Regions from separate parts of the Mus musculus genome. Here region 1 is linked to region 2. A link is a contact called in public HiChIP or PLAC-seq data. All regions are on one chromosome and are shown on one strand. Each heading gives the region's core, a stretch centred on a gene start, on an enhancer-like site or on the middle of the called end of the contact. The rest is flanking DNA. Distances are from core to core; before and after follow the strand shown.

Evidence for each region. HiChIP or PLAC-seq counts read pairs in DNA pulled down with a chosen protein or histone mark.
Region 1: a contact with region 2 is called in an H3K27ac HiChIP or PLAC-seq map of microglia, with 15 times the contacts expected there. The contact joins two enhancer-like sites. A contact is called at or near these places in 1 of 39 promoter capture datasets (hippocampal neurons), 3 of 15 datasets of contacts at CTCF or cohesin (hippocampal excitatory neurons, large pre-B cells and pro-B cells), 122 of 484 Hi-C or Micro-C datasets (the 63-12 cell line, B cells, the C2C12 cell line and 77 more) and 31 of 115 datasets of contacts at active chromatin or transcription factors (the HPC-7 cell line, PVALB interneurons, VIP interneurons and 21 more).

Annotation. Positions count from the first base shown.
Region 1 is chr13:102,641,585-102,647,511 of GRCm38.p6, forward strand. No RefSeq gene overlaps it. Among named protein-coding and RNA genes, the nearest start is that of Gm41046, 22 kb to the right of the region's middle. Within about 2 kb of position 3,442, at least 71 of the 459 cell types and tissues checked have an H3K27ac peak or open chromatin away from gene starts, as enhancers often do. A contact at or near this core is called in DN2 thymocytes, the HPC-7 cell line, long-term hematopoietic stem cells and 1 more, where this site is marked.
Region 2 is chr13:101,738,694-101,745,029 of GRCm38.p6, forward strand. The region is part of intron 2 of Pik3r1 (phosphoinositide-3-kinase regulatory subunit 1); the gene reads right to left. Among named protein-coding and RNA genes, the nearest start is that of Pik3r1, 26 kb to the right of the region's middle. Within about 2 kb of position 4,183, at least 46 of the 459 cell types and tissues checked have an H3K27ac peak or open chromatin away from gene starts, as enhancers often do. A contact at or near this core is called in DN2 thymocytes, the HPC-7 cell line, long-term hematopoietic stem cells and 1 more, where this site is marked.

The sequences.
Region 1 (5,927 bases), core at 2,192-4,691, 900 kb after region 2:
GGATGCTAGCACCTGAGATCCAAAACTCTTAGTTTGCTTCTGGATTCTGCCTTATCCATACTGGAGAGGGATTGAATCTCATAAAAGGAATTGGAAAAGACCTGCTACGGAGGGATTACCCAGGACTGCAGAATCTTCATGACCCTTTGCTGAAGGAGGGGGGCTAGTCTTTTTTTAAAAGAAAATGATATACATACAGAAATAATTTATCAACTGATTAAACACCAAGATAAGGTACATGATTCTTCAATATCACTAACAAATCAACTGCTAGCCAGCTCTCGACTGATCTTTTACAGGTCTTTTAATGTTCCTTAACAAGAGGCTTCTAAGGGTTCGAAAATAGATTGTTGGAGTCTGCGCCCAAATCAACAAAGGCCTCTCTTGTAGCCCCCCACCTCTCAAGGCAAGCCTGTGGGGTTCAAGGCCTGACAGCCGGATGTGGGCCTGGCATAGAAAATATGTTGTATGTATTTGTAGCATGCTGTATATACCACTGAGGAATGTCTGTGGCTTCAGAGAATCAAGCAGGTACCTGTCTATGCCTCCCATGGTCTCCTGGAGCTGAGCACCCAAGCAAGCCACCCCCAAGTCTCAACTGCATCAAATCATTAGCCAAAGAAGCCAAAGTCAGTGGCATCTTCGGAACAAGCCGCTAGCACATCAAAGATAACGCAAACACCACAAATAGGCCAGGCTGTAAAGAACACCCTTGTGTTTCTAAAGCAGAGGAGGAGCCTTGAGGCTCACTATAGATCCAAGTCCTCTAAGTGAGTTCTCCACATTCAGTATTCATGGCCCCTTTAAAAGGCAGAATTAACAAACATCAGAACAAAGAAATAAATGCCCGGGCTATCAGTGGTCAAGAACCATTGATCGAACACAGCTGGAAGCTTCAACGTAAACCCAGGTCTCCTGATTGTGTCAAAATTGAACGTGGTAGTGCACATCTGTAATACAAGCACCAAGGACTCTGAGGCAGTAGGACCAGAAGTTTGGGGCCAACCTGGGCTACATAGAACCATGAGTATAATTAATTCTTTAAATGTTCTTGGTTGCCTTCCTACTTTTGGGGCTTTTTTGAGGGTTTGAATTTTCAGGATTTTGCTGCTTGTCTTTAAGACTAGGCCCTACTCTATAGCCCAAGCTGGCCCTGAACTCACAGCAATCTTCCTGTTTCAGCCTCATGAGAGTTGGGATCATGCCTGACTTCACTAATTCTATATTAACCAACCTCCAAGTGATTCAAAATTCCTCGTGAGGGAACCAGATTATTTGCATTTTTTTCAAATCAAGTTAGGAATTTGGTTCTTTTGTGATGGTTTGCTCCAGAATCTAGGATACTTCCCCTTCTCAACTATCCTATAATTTTTAATTCTAATTACCATAGGATATATGGTATCTTAATTTTTTTAAAACACCATCAAATTATCTGAATTTTTTTAAAGATAATGTGATGAATTGTCCAAACAAGTTGCTTGGATCCCCAATGTACTGTGAGAATTGGCATATAAAAAGAACAATGTGTATATGTATCAGAAATAGCTGCTATCTTGGCCCAATGTATGACAGGGTATATTGCAAACTTTACTTTCTTTACAGTTCTCTCTCTCTCTCTCTCCCTCTCTCTCTCTCTCTCTCTCTCTCTCTCTCTCTCTCTCTCTCTCACACACACACACACACACACACACACACACCTTTCCTTCCATATACCTTTTCTACAAGCTAATAGACATATGATTCGTATAATAATAATATACAGTTCTGTTGACTACTTCAAAACAATTCATAGCAGTAGTAGCAGAAATAGCTGTTTATATTGCTGCAGGCTCAAATTTAGTTAACACACTGGTTATCTAAATAAGGAACATTCCTTAGAGGTTCATATTTTAATTAGCATCTTTTTTTCCCCAAGTAGGGACTGGATAATTTTTATATCATGAGTTGTATTTACAGCTGGAGCAATGCCTCTGTAATTGAGTCAGCCAAGAATCAACCCAGCCATAATTTTCATCAGCGACCTGTATGGTTTTCCCCAGCTAGAGGGAAAACCAGGGACCTTCCCCTGGCCACCTGCTCTGTGGATGATGGGAAAATATGACAGCTTGACTGACAAAGTGATGAGATTATATAAAAGAAGGAGAAAAGAAATACACACACCCTCAGGGTATAACTCAATGGTAAAGTATAGGCTTGGCACACTGGAGGCCCCGGGTTCAAACCCAGCTCACAGTCAGATACAGCAGTGCTGGGCTGGAGTCCCGGAGACTTTGTTTGCTGAATCTTAAGGACCCATGAACTCAAGACCAGATGGGGCAACAGAGTGAGATTCTGTCACATAATAACAACAAAATACTTCCAGCCACACACACACACACACACATACACACACTGCTCTCTATATTGTCTCTTTCCTTTTCTTTGTTAAAGTAATTCATAATGTTTTATTAGATTTTTATCTAAATTCAAATTGTGATGTGTAGACATTTCCCTCTAACATCCCTGAATTTTTCCCTAGAGAATAACTACAAGGCCCCATGCCATTTCCTGCCGTGTAGTGTGGCACTCGTAGGGGAGTTAGTTCTTGGGACCTCATGGTAGGAATGGAAATGCTCTCATATCTCCTGATCTAGAGGGCTGCTCTGAGTTCAGCAATGCGAATCCCTGGGCTTCTCTGCTTGTTCCCCTGGACGACTTTCCACTCCTGCCTTCAGGAACCAGATTGTCCGAGCCATTATAGCAACATCCCATCTTCCGTGTACAAACTTGTGAAATACCAGCTTTTCATCTCACTGTCGGCAAATGGACGCCTTATGCACATACAGAACACTCTGCCACGACTCTAGTCACTGGAAATAACGTGGCACTGACATCAGGGAGTCACATAACAGACGACATGTCTAAAGGACAGAACTATTTTCCACAGAGTATTAATTTACCAACTTCCTACATGACAATTTCCCAAAGCAGCCGAGAACATCTGTGACCCGCAGGCTTCATGTTTCCCTTAATGGGGCACTAATTGTTTTTAAATAAATGTCCCCCACTGTGCAAGCTCTCAACGTAGAATAGAAGTGGGTTGAGGGGTAGAAAGCCTAGCCTATCATTCTGATGTCTAAAATGTCACACTTTCAAAGATGCCAGGGAGATGAAATGCATTTAATAATCAATGTAAAAAATTTAACACATGTTGAAGCTCCTGTTTGAATTATAAAAGTATCAATTATAAAATGTCTACCCTCCCCCGCAAAAATACCAATTTCCACTCCCTATAACATTGCTCCTTAAAATGGTTACAGGCGGGATCCACATGCATACAGCAGACTACACAGGCGTTGCTGGTGCATGCGTTTTGCTGGCTCGCTCTTGACACAGACTATTTTCTGCACGAAAGGCTCTTTCATTGTGTTTTCCTTATTTGTATCTTTTTCGGGGTTTGGAAATGAGGTGTTTTCATAGCGCCACCTTGTGGTCATGAGCCATATGAAATTTATACACCCAGCCTAACCTCAGCTTCCTTTCCCGGACTCGGCTTGTTGGAGATTTTTGTTTCGCCTTTGTTATTGTTTTCTCTTTCCTTCTAGTTAATATTCAAGAGTTGTTCTTTGCCAGTGATGCTACTGAGAATAATGACCCAATTCAAACAAAATAGACCATTAAAAATTTTTATGAAAATGTCCTAATGTAGTACCTGCACACTTAGGGATATGCCCCTCAATCAAGGGACTGCGGAGAGGGGTGTGCTAAAACCCCATGGGCACAGGAGAAATGTTGAGGCGGGCTTTAACTGAGAGCATTCTGGCTAAACTTCCCTTACATCTGCCGTGGTTTTCAGGGCTGGCGCTGGTCTGAAATTCAGAGAGCTCAGCAGGACAGGCAACTGATTCCAAGGCACAACGATGGGAATATTAAAGCCATTGATATTCTCCACACGGCAGCAGGAGCCACAGCCAGGTGCTAAAGGAATTGGTGGTTTATGAAGAAATAATCAAATATTCTTTCCTTCCCTTCTCTTTTTTTTGTTTTGTTTTGTTTTGTTTTTTGTTTTTTTGTTTTTTGTTTTGCTTTTTTTTTCCAGCCTCACACCAGACCCAGCCTTCTTATCTCCAGGGAGAAGAGTGCCACTCTGTAAAAATAATAGAACTCTTCCCCCCATGTCTCCCAAAACCACTTCAATTCTGAAGGCTTCATTACACTCGAAGAAACTCCGGTCCAATGACAGGTGTGGACTGTCAAGCTTTGAGGTAGGTAATCATGGAATAGAGTTTTTAAGATTTAGATAACTAAATCCACTGAAGGCTCCATCCACCTTTGTAAGTCGTTGACTCTCAGAAATTTGAAACAGGCCGGGAGGTAAATTTGCATGGTAGAAACAAAAGAGGAGAGGATACCTGGGGGTGACATTAACAAGAAAGGACCCGGTCCCTGGGCTACTTAAGAGCACCAAGGCTGCTCAAGGACCTTCCCTGAGTGGAGGCCTTGGAAAAGGTGACCTAATTTAAAGGGCGAGCTGAGATTCACACATAACTTTGTGCATGCATGCGTGCACATAAGCTCAAGGATAAACATCCAGCCCCGTTGGCATAGACATCGGGTTTCGCCTCAGCTCCTAGATTTGACCTCTGTGAAAGACAATGGCTTCTGACTTTCTCAAACGTCAACAAGAAATCCGCAAAGAAGGCATAGGGGTCAAGGACTCGAAAGTCGCATTTGTAGACAGTGTCACAACAGTGTCGCCCTGACAGAGCGGCTGAGGATAAAACTCTTATGTGTTTGAACCTGGAGAGGATGAGGTAACTGGATGGGCCACAGGAAGTCCCAAGTGGGCCACGGAAATTGACAAACCCCCATGTGTCATCCCACAAGTGAAGGTTCTGGAAGTTTTCCAAGTCTGCCAGTGATCCCAGCTGACCTTTCTCAGTCTGGCAGACTCGGGGCCAGACTGTGGAGAAAATGACTGAGAAGCAAATTCCTGCTGCTTCCTGGTGAGCCCGCTTCACTTTCCAGTAAGTCCCCAGTGGTATAATTGTTCCTTTATCTGCACAGGAAGAGAATTGTCGATTCCTTCTGGAAACTAGAGAGGGCCTGCCCACTCTCCTGGATGCTGGCTCAGAGTCTGTGCATAGGCAGACCTGGAAGGAAGCCCGGTCCTGCGGGGACCACCATGTCATAGTAGCTCTCAGCATCAGGCTGGATGGGGACTTTAATTCTCTAAGATTCAAAGGCCTCGTTGATGATCACCAAGCAGAACTTGCTGTATGTTACTATGAAACTTGGACCAACAAAGGGTGACCCACTGGCCAAAGCCAGGCCCTCTCCTGTGTTTATGACCGCGTCTTTTCAGAAGCATATCCCCGCTCGTTCACATTAGTCCCCTGTACACCAACTCCCCTCCATGGCAGAGGTGAGGAGCTGCACCAGAGCTCCCATGTCTGCCCAGCCCGGATTGCTCACTGCCTGGGCCTTCACATGAGAAAAGCTCACTGACTCCAGTTCAGCAGAAAGGCCGTTCTGGTAAGGCAGTGTAGTATCTGGAAAGACCCTGAGAAGGGACTCAAAGGCCTGAACTCAGGCTCTGCCTCTATCAGAAACCAGCAGGTGAATGACTGAATACCTTTCCAGGGGCACGGGATGTAAAAAAAAAAAAAAAAAAAAAAAAAAAATGTGATCTCCATCTCCAGTGCCAAACTGGTTACCCAATACTTTTTGTTTCCAAAAGCTTTTTTTCCTATTTGTGACCCAAGGACTATGATATTTGAGGTTATTACATTGGTATTGACACCTTGTAAAAAATAAATAAATATGGGAATACAGAGATAGAGAGTTCCTTGGTTTAAAGCACTATCTGCTCTTTGAGAAAACCCAAGTTTGGTTTCTAGCATCCATCGAAGTAGAGTACCCTACAACCATCTATAACTCCAGCCTCA
Region 2 (6,336 bases), core at 2,933-5,432:
TCAATTGTCCATGAAGCCTAAGAAACCATTTTATTTGACGGCAGAGGGAGGTTGAGACAAGTTTTCTCTGTGTGACCCTGGCTGTCCTGGAACTCACTCTATAGAACAGGCTGGCCTCAAACTCAGAGAGTCATTTGCCTCTGCCTCCCCAGTGCTGGGATTAAGGGTGTGACCCACTAAGGTTCAACTAAGGAACCATTTTATACACTTTCAATTAAGCAGTCCTTTGTCGCTTGGGTCCACTCGATTGTGCAACAATTGGCAGGCTGTCCACTCTGGGTGCCAAGGATGATCAGCCTCTGATCCGAACAGCACCTGCTTTATGTGGAAGGCTGGGGCTGGGGCCAGCCTCGCAGCAAGGCGAGTTTTTGGTAGCGAGCATGCTGAACCAGTCTCTTCCACAACCTGTTGACAATGGCTTACACTTATTTTCTCCAGCAGTCATTTGGGAAAGATACAACTACTGGTGCAAACTCCTACTTAGCTAGGCTATTCCTGCCCTGTGCTGGAAACAGAAATCTATTTTTTAATATTTTATTTAATAGTTATACCTGCATATACATTGATCAAAGTCCACTCTTTCCTCGCCTCCACTACACTTCTCCCAACTTCATGTTGTTCTTTCTTTTTCTTTTTCTTTTTTTTAATTTCCCCCAAAATTTCTGCAGATGTGTGTTACACGTCCCATGAAGGCTGCAGCTCAAGAAAGCAGGGGCTCACACACCAGTCACCCACTGCAGCACTCAGAGCTTCCCAACCGTCCCTGCCCTCTTCTCACTGAAACTTCCCTTCAAGAATTTTGTAGGTTATGACCTCTATGGAGGGCTCTTCCCAGAACTGAATTTTCTCTGAGGAAAATCTTCTCATCTTCTGGGAGTTCATAGGACAGGGTGATTTTTTTTTTCTTAAACAGGAAATGAACAACAAAACTTTGCAAAGTTTTATATGTCTGATCGCAGCAGCAGAACAAATCTTGCCTTAATCGACATTCTCCTTCAGCAGTTAGAATCCAGTAGGTCTTACGTGCCTATCACTAAGGTTTAGAACTTAACAGTTCTCCCCATCCTGAGGCAGAAAGCAGCTTTCCCATAATACAGAAGAGCACAGGGTTCAAAATGGGTTTCCCTCCTTCATCTTGGCCCTTTGTGGAAACTGTGACAGTAGACCAGTGGGAATTCTGGCAGGAAGCAAGTCTCATCAGAGACTGACATTTTGTTTAGTTTACAAAAAAAAAAAAAAAAAAAAAAAAAAAGGAGGGGGAGAAAGAGGAGGAGGAAGAGGAAGAGGAGGAAGAAGAGGAGGAGGCAGCAGTATCGGCCTTTCTGTAGAAACTTGCAATTTCCATTATGTGGTGTCTGGAGAGGGAGGAAGGAGGAAGTCTTCTTTATCTATAAGCACTGTAATTTATGATGACTCGTGTGAAATATAAATGAAAAATGTGACCCTCTGAGGCAGAGGTCAACAAATTTTATTCCCACTTAGATCCAGTTTTCTCTGCCAAACCACTGGCTTTCCCTGGATAGGCATTCAACTGACCCAGACACTAAGGGCTGAGTCCATGGGTGACAAACACAGGAAGGACTTTCCACAGTGGGAAATGCTCAGCTGTGGCTTGGCTTTGTGGGTAAGCCTGGGCTCCGTGCACTTCCTACCTCAGAGGCGTGATGAGGAGCCTGACCCCAGTACTGGGGATACCCGATTCCTAAAAAGGAGGGAACAATGTATCCTGGAGCTATGGCATCTCAAAGCCCTCTACTCAGTCTCGTGGACCCAACGTGGGAAAACACTGGGATGCTTCAGAACAGAAGAGCGTTTGTTCCTTGCCCCAGTGTCCTCTGGAAACAGGACTTCAAAGATAAACATTACGTCCATTCATCTTCATGTCTTCACGGAACCACCCTGCACCTACAAACTTCACTTTTGCAAATTATGCCCAAGATGTGAACCCAACTTTGACCACTACGTTCTCTGAGCAAGACCCAACTGAAAGTCACATGAAAAACATTCACACCCTGACCCAAGAGCTCAGAACAGTTCTTTTTGGTAAGACTGAACTTTTTCCCTAGCCAGTCAGATAAAGCACAAATGCTCTTCAAGACTGCGGTGGTTATGAAGGACTTCAAATCCAAGTTACAGAACTAATAATGAACTAATAGTACCTTTGCTAAGTAAATAGGGTCACTGCTCTAACATGCAAAATCTCACAAAGAAACCTTGAAAGAACTGGATGGGTCTCATGAAAACAAATACCTGGGGCTGTAGTGGGGGATGCTGGGAAATTTGTCCCATGCACATTGAATACATGTATGGAACTAGCCTTGTCATACCCTATATAATAAAAAGTTAATTAAGATAAAATTTCAAAAGAAATGAGTATACCAGTGATCTCCTGTGGGTCTTTGATTTAATTCATGCTCCAAGTACATGAGTCTGACACAAACAGCATCCATCTGTCTAGCACGTGACCTGTGGTATTTGTAAATTACTTTGAGATAAAAGAAGTGTTAAGCAAAGTAGAGAAATTCAAAACTGTGTTTATTAAGCCTATGGTTTAGACACTGCTGTTTCTTAATGCACGAGGATGACCGACAAGAGGTCCTGGTCCTCCAGCCTGGCTCTTTGAAGGTTGAGGGTGGTACTGAGACGCACACACTCAGAAGTGAGACCACTGTGAGGACTGAATGACCACCAGCTGTGCTTGACCCTGGTCTAGTTTCTTTTCCTAAGCCTCAACCTGCAATCAGGATTAGTAGGTGCACAAGAGCGCAGTAGCTGGTGTCCAGCCCACCACATACACTCCACCTATTTCTGCAAACTTCCAAACAGCCACATTGAAGCTGACTTTTTTTCCGTGTCTGAGCAGGGCCTTTCCTCTTAGAGAAATGTGGAATCTAGGATTATGAACTAAAAACGAAAATGTAAATTAAAGTCACAAATACAACCTTTCTAGCAAATCGAAAACCTGTGTAATTATCCAGGTGCACATGCACAGATGGGAGGTCCAGGGTCAGGTGGCCACATTCCTTAGGTCCTGTCCCGCCTTCAGCACAGTCGCTAAATATTAACTCCTTTTCTGTCCTCTATAAACAAAATACTTTTACCCTCATGTCAAAAGAGTTTACAACCACTATCAACTAGCCCTCCTTTCTTCTCTTAGGAAATTACACATGAGATGTGAGAGCGAACTCAAAAAGGTACTAATTGTAAGTGATAGGATGTAAAATTCACAACACTTGCACATGTGAACTAAGCACGGTTTCCGATGTTGATAAAAGATGGACCCTCAAAGAACTACTGAATCCAGGGGCAGGATATCATCTAAGTAGAAACCAGAGCAAATGGACAAGCAGGGCTGCCTGAGAGGTGAGGCGGGACACTGGTACTACATCATCGGGAAAGTTGGTTGTGAAACCAACCCATCCTTTGTGAGGTATGTGAAAGACACCAGCCTCTCAGAGTGGACTCTGCAAGCATAGGATGGGAGAAGAAAGAGAGGAAAGGAAGGAGCCAGGTGGGAACTGCGAAAAGGGGGTGGGGGCAGAAAGGGAGAGGGGAAAGATTGGTTTCCCAGTAAAAAATATGTATATATAATATATATTATATATAAGTATACTTATAATATGTAATATATAATGTAAATTATATATGTATATATATATATATATACATATATATATATGAATATGATAGCTAGTGGTGTACAACTTTAATCCCAGCACTCAGGAGGCAGAGTCAGGGGCAGGAGGAACTCTCTGAGTTTGAAGTCAGCCTAGTTTACAGAGTGAGTTCCAGGACAGCCAAGGCTACCCAGAGAAACCCTGTCTCAAAAAACAACAAAACTATTTACCCAAAAGTATTATCTAGGTTTTAGAATTAAGTTGGAATTGGCCAAAAGCAATTATACAACTAAAACCTGTAGACTGACGACAGGCGGCAACCAAGCCTCAGATCTGCTGAGCAGACCCCAGCTCTGGCAAAGGAGAGAAGAGTAAACATTTGTTGCACTCGGTGAAACTTTTCCTTCCTGAGAGCCAAAAGCTAGCTGACTCCAGCCGCAGAGGGCCTGGAAAGATGTGGTCTGACAAGAATGGGAGTTTAAGCTAAACAATTTTGAAGACTCTGCGCCAATATGTTTAAACTTCCTCTACTCGAAAAAGCTGACAGTGTTTCTCAAGCTTCCCTTAAGGGGAAGATTAGACCACAAGTGACAGTTACAATGTAACTGTCCATAAAACTCCTAACTTGAAGGCTGTTACAAGTTACAGTAGCAAGTTACAGCCTGCTGGAACCATCAAGTAGTTCCATTAGAAAGGCATATTTGAATAATTATCCCAGCAAAGCTTTTCCTATGACATTATATGCATGCTGTACTATCAGATCTTTTTATGTAAATACAATTTTATATATATTACATATAAGTACATAATAATTTGTATAGAAACAAGTTTATATGGCTTATATGTGTGATATATAACATTGAGAACCGTAAGTCAAATAGAGGTTAATTTAACAGTTAATATTTTCATCAATCTCATAAAATGCACAGGTTTGGGCTGAGGGTGGAAGGCTCAGTCACTACAGTGCTGTCCATTTAAGGATAAAGACATGGGTTTGATCCTCAGAACCCACATAAAAATGCTGGTCACGGTGGCTCACACCTGTAATCCCAATCCTAGGGAGGCAGAGAGAGGCAGAGCTTCGGTACTCACTGATCAACCAGCCTAGCCTAAACGTCATACTTCCTGGCCACTGAGAGAGCCTGTCTCAGTGGAGAGGGAGTTCCTAGAATGTCACCTGACCTTGTCCTCTGGCCTCTCTCTCTCTCTCTCTCTCTCTCTCTCTCACACACACACACACACACACACACACACACACACACACACACACACACACACGCGCTCGCACACACACACACACACGCGCACACACACACACACACACACACACCAAAAGCAAGGCTCCAACATGCGGAGGGGATAAACTCTCTTTAAAATCAATCACTTTTTCCTAGCTTGCTGACCTGGCGATCTTTTGATAGAAGGAAAAATGACACTCATGTCTGCTTCATACATTAGTTTTTCTTGCGTCTATTTCCTGAAACAGGAAACATCCATTTTGTTGAGCTCCTTTTGTCTTGGCAGACCATAGGTCACTGCAAAGCAAGAGGGTAGGGGTGGGAGATGGGGGTGGGGGTGTCATCTGTCTTTGGCTCCGGGACACACCCTGGCCGAACAGGAGTGAGTGAGTCACACGATATAACATGATTATCTACCAGCTCTTGTTAGCATGCTATATCTGCTTGAGAGCACTATAAGGTCAAATCTCAGCTTTCCTACTGGCTGTGTAACTTGGGGATTTAACTACACTTTGACTTTACAACGGGTGTATGGATAAAGTCACTATCATAGAGTTATCATGAAAAGTAAGTAGCTAACACACAAATAGGTGTTAGCAGAGAACCTGAAATATATGCAACATGCAAAGGCAGGTGTAAAGCTAGCTTTAGGTTTATGTGTGTACACACAGATATATATCTTTAAATTTTTTATGCCAAGTAAGCATTTTCCATCCACATTGATATACTTTTGGTATATCATGGTAGCTCTAGGATTTTGGAAGATGCACTCTGTATGTATGTAACAATTAGTTCTTAAATTCAAATTTCTTTTAGCATATGCTCTAGTTGTGAACTTAAGGATGAAAATGGAACTTTTGAGCCCCACCCCCGAGTGACATGAAAGGTTTGCTGTGTTGTCCTGAGTAAATGCAGCCAGTAGAAAGTATAAGGAGTCAGCTCATCACCCTAGTCCCCATCATTTCTTCTCAAACCTGGGTTGAAGCTCACCAGCTTCCCACACAGACTGCTAAAGATGGAAGGCAACTTTGTTGCTTGGTAACAAACACCTTGTTACTTATTTTGGCAAAGAACTCTAATATTATTCTTATAATCTATTTTTTTTCCTAAAACATATCTAGAGGTGGCTTTACGGTGACATCACGTGGGAACGGCGGAGAGCGGGTTCAGGTCTACACACACAGTTCTTTCTGAAGCTGCTTCAGCCATGTCACCAAGTGTCACTTGAAATGAGTCCCTGTTCACAGACACCTGAAGTTTTCACCACGTCTCTGACTCTCCCCCGGCTCCTTTCCATTCAGACTTTTTCTCTGGATTCGACAAACTCTTTCTTCTTGTATCCTGCTCAGTACAGATCTTATTTTTAACACTGACCATTCTCCTTTTTTTGCTGGCTACGTCTAGTACACATTTAGTTTCTTTAATAACTCCCTGTCCATCTTACCCCGTCCTCATCTCTTCAGCTCGGAATCACCCAGCTG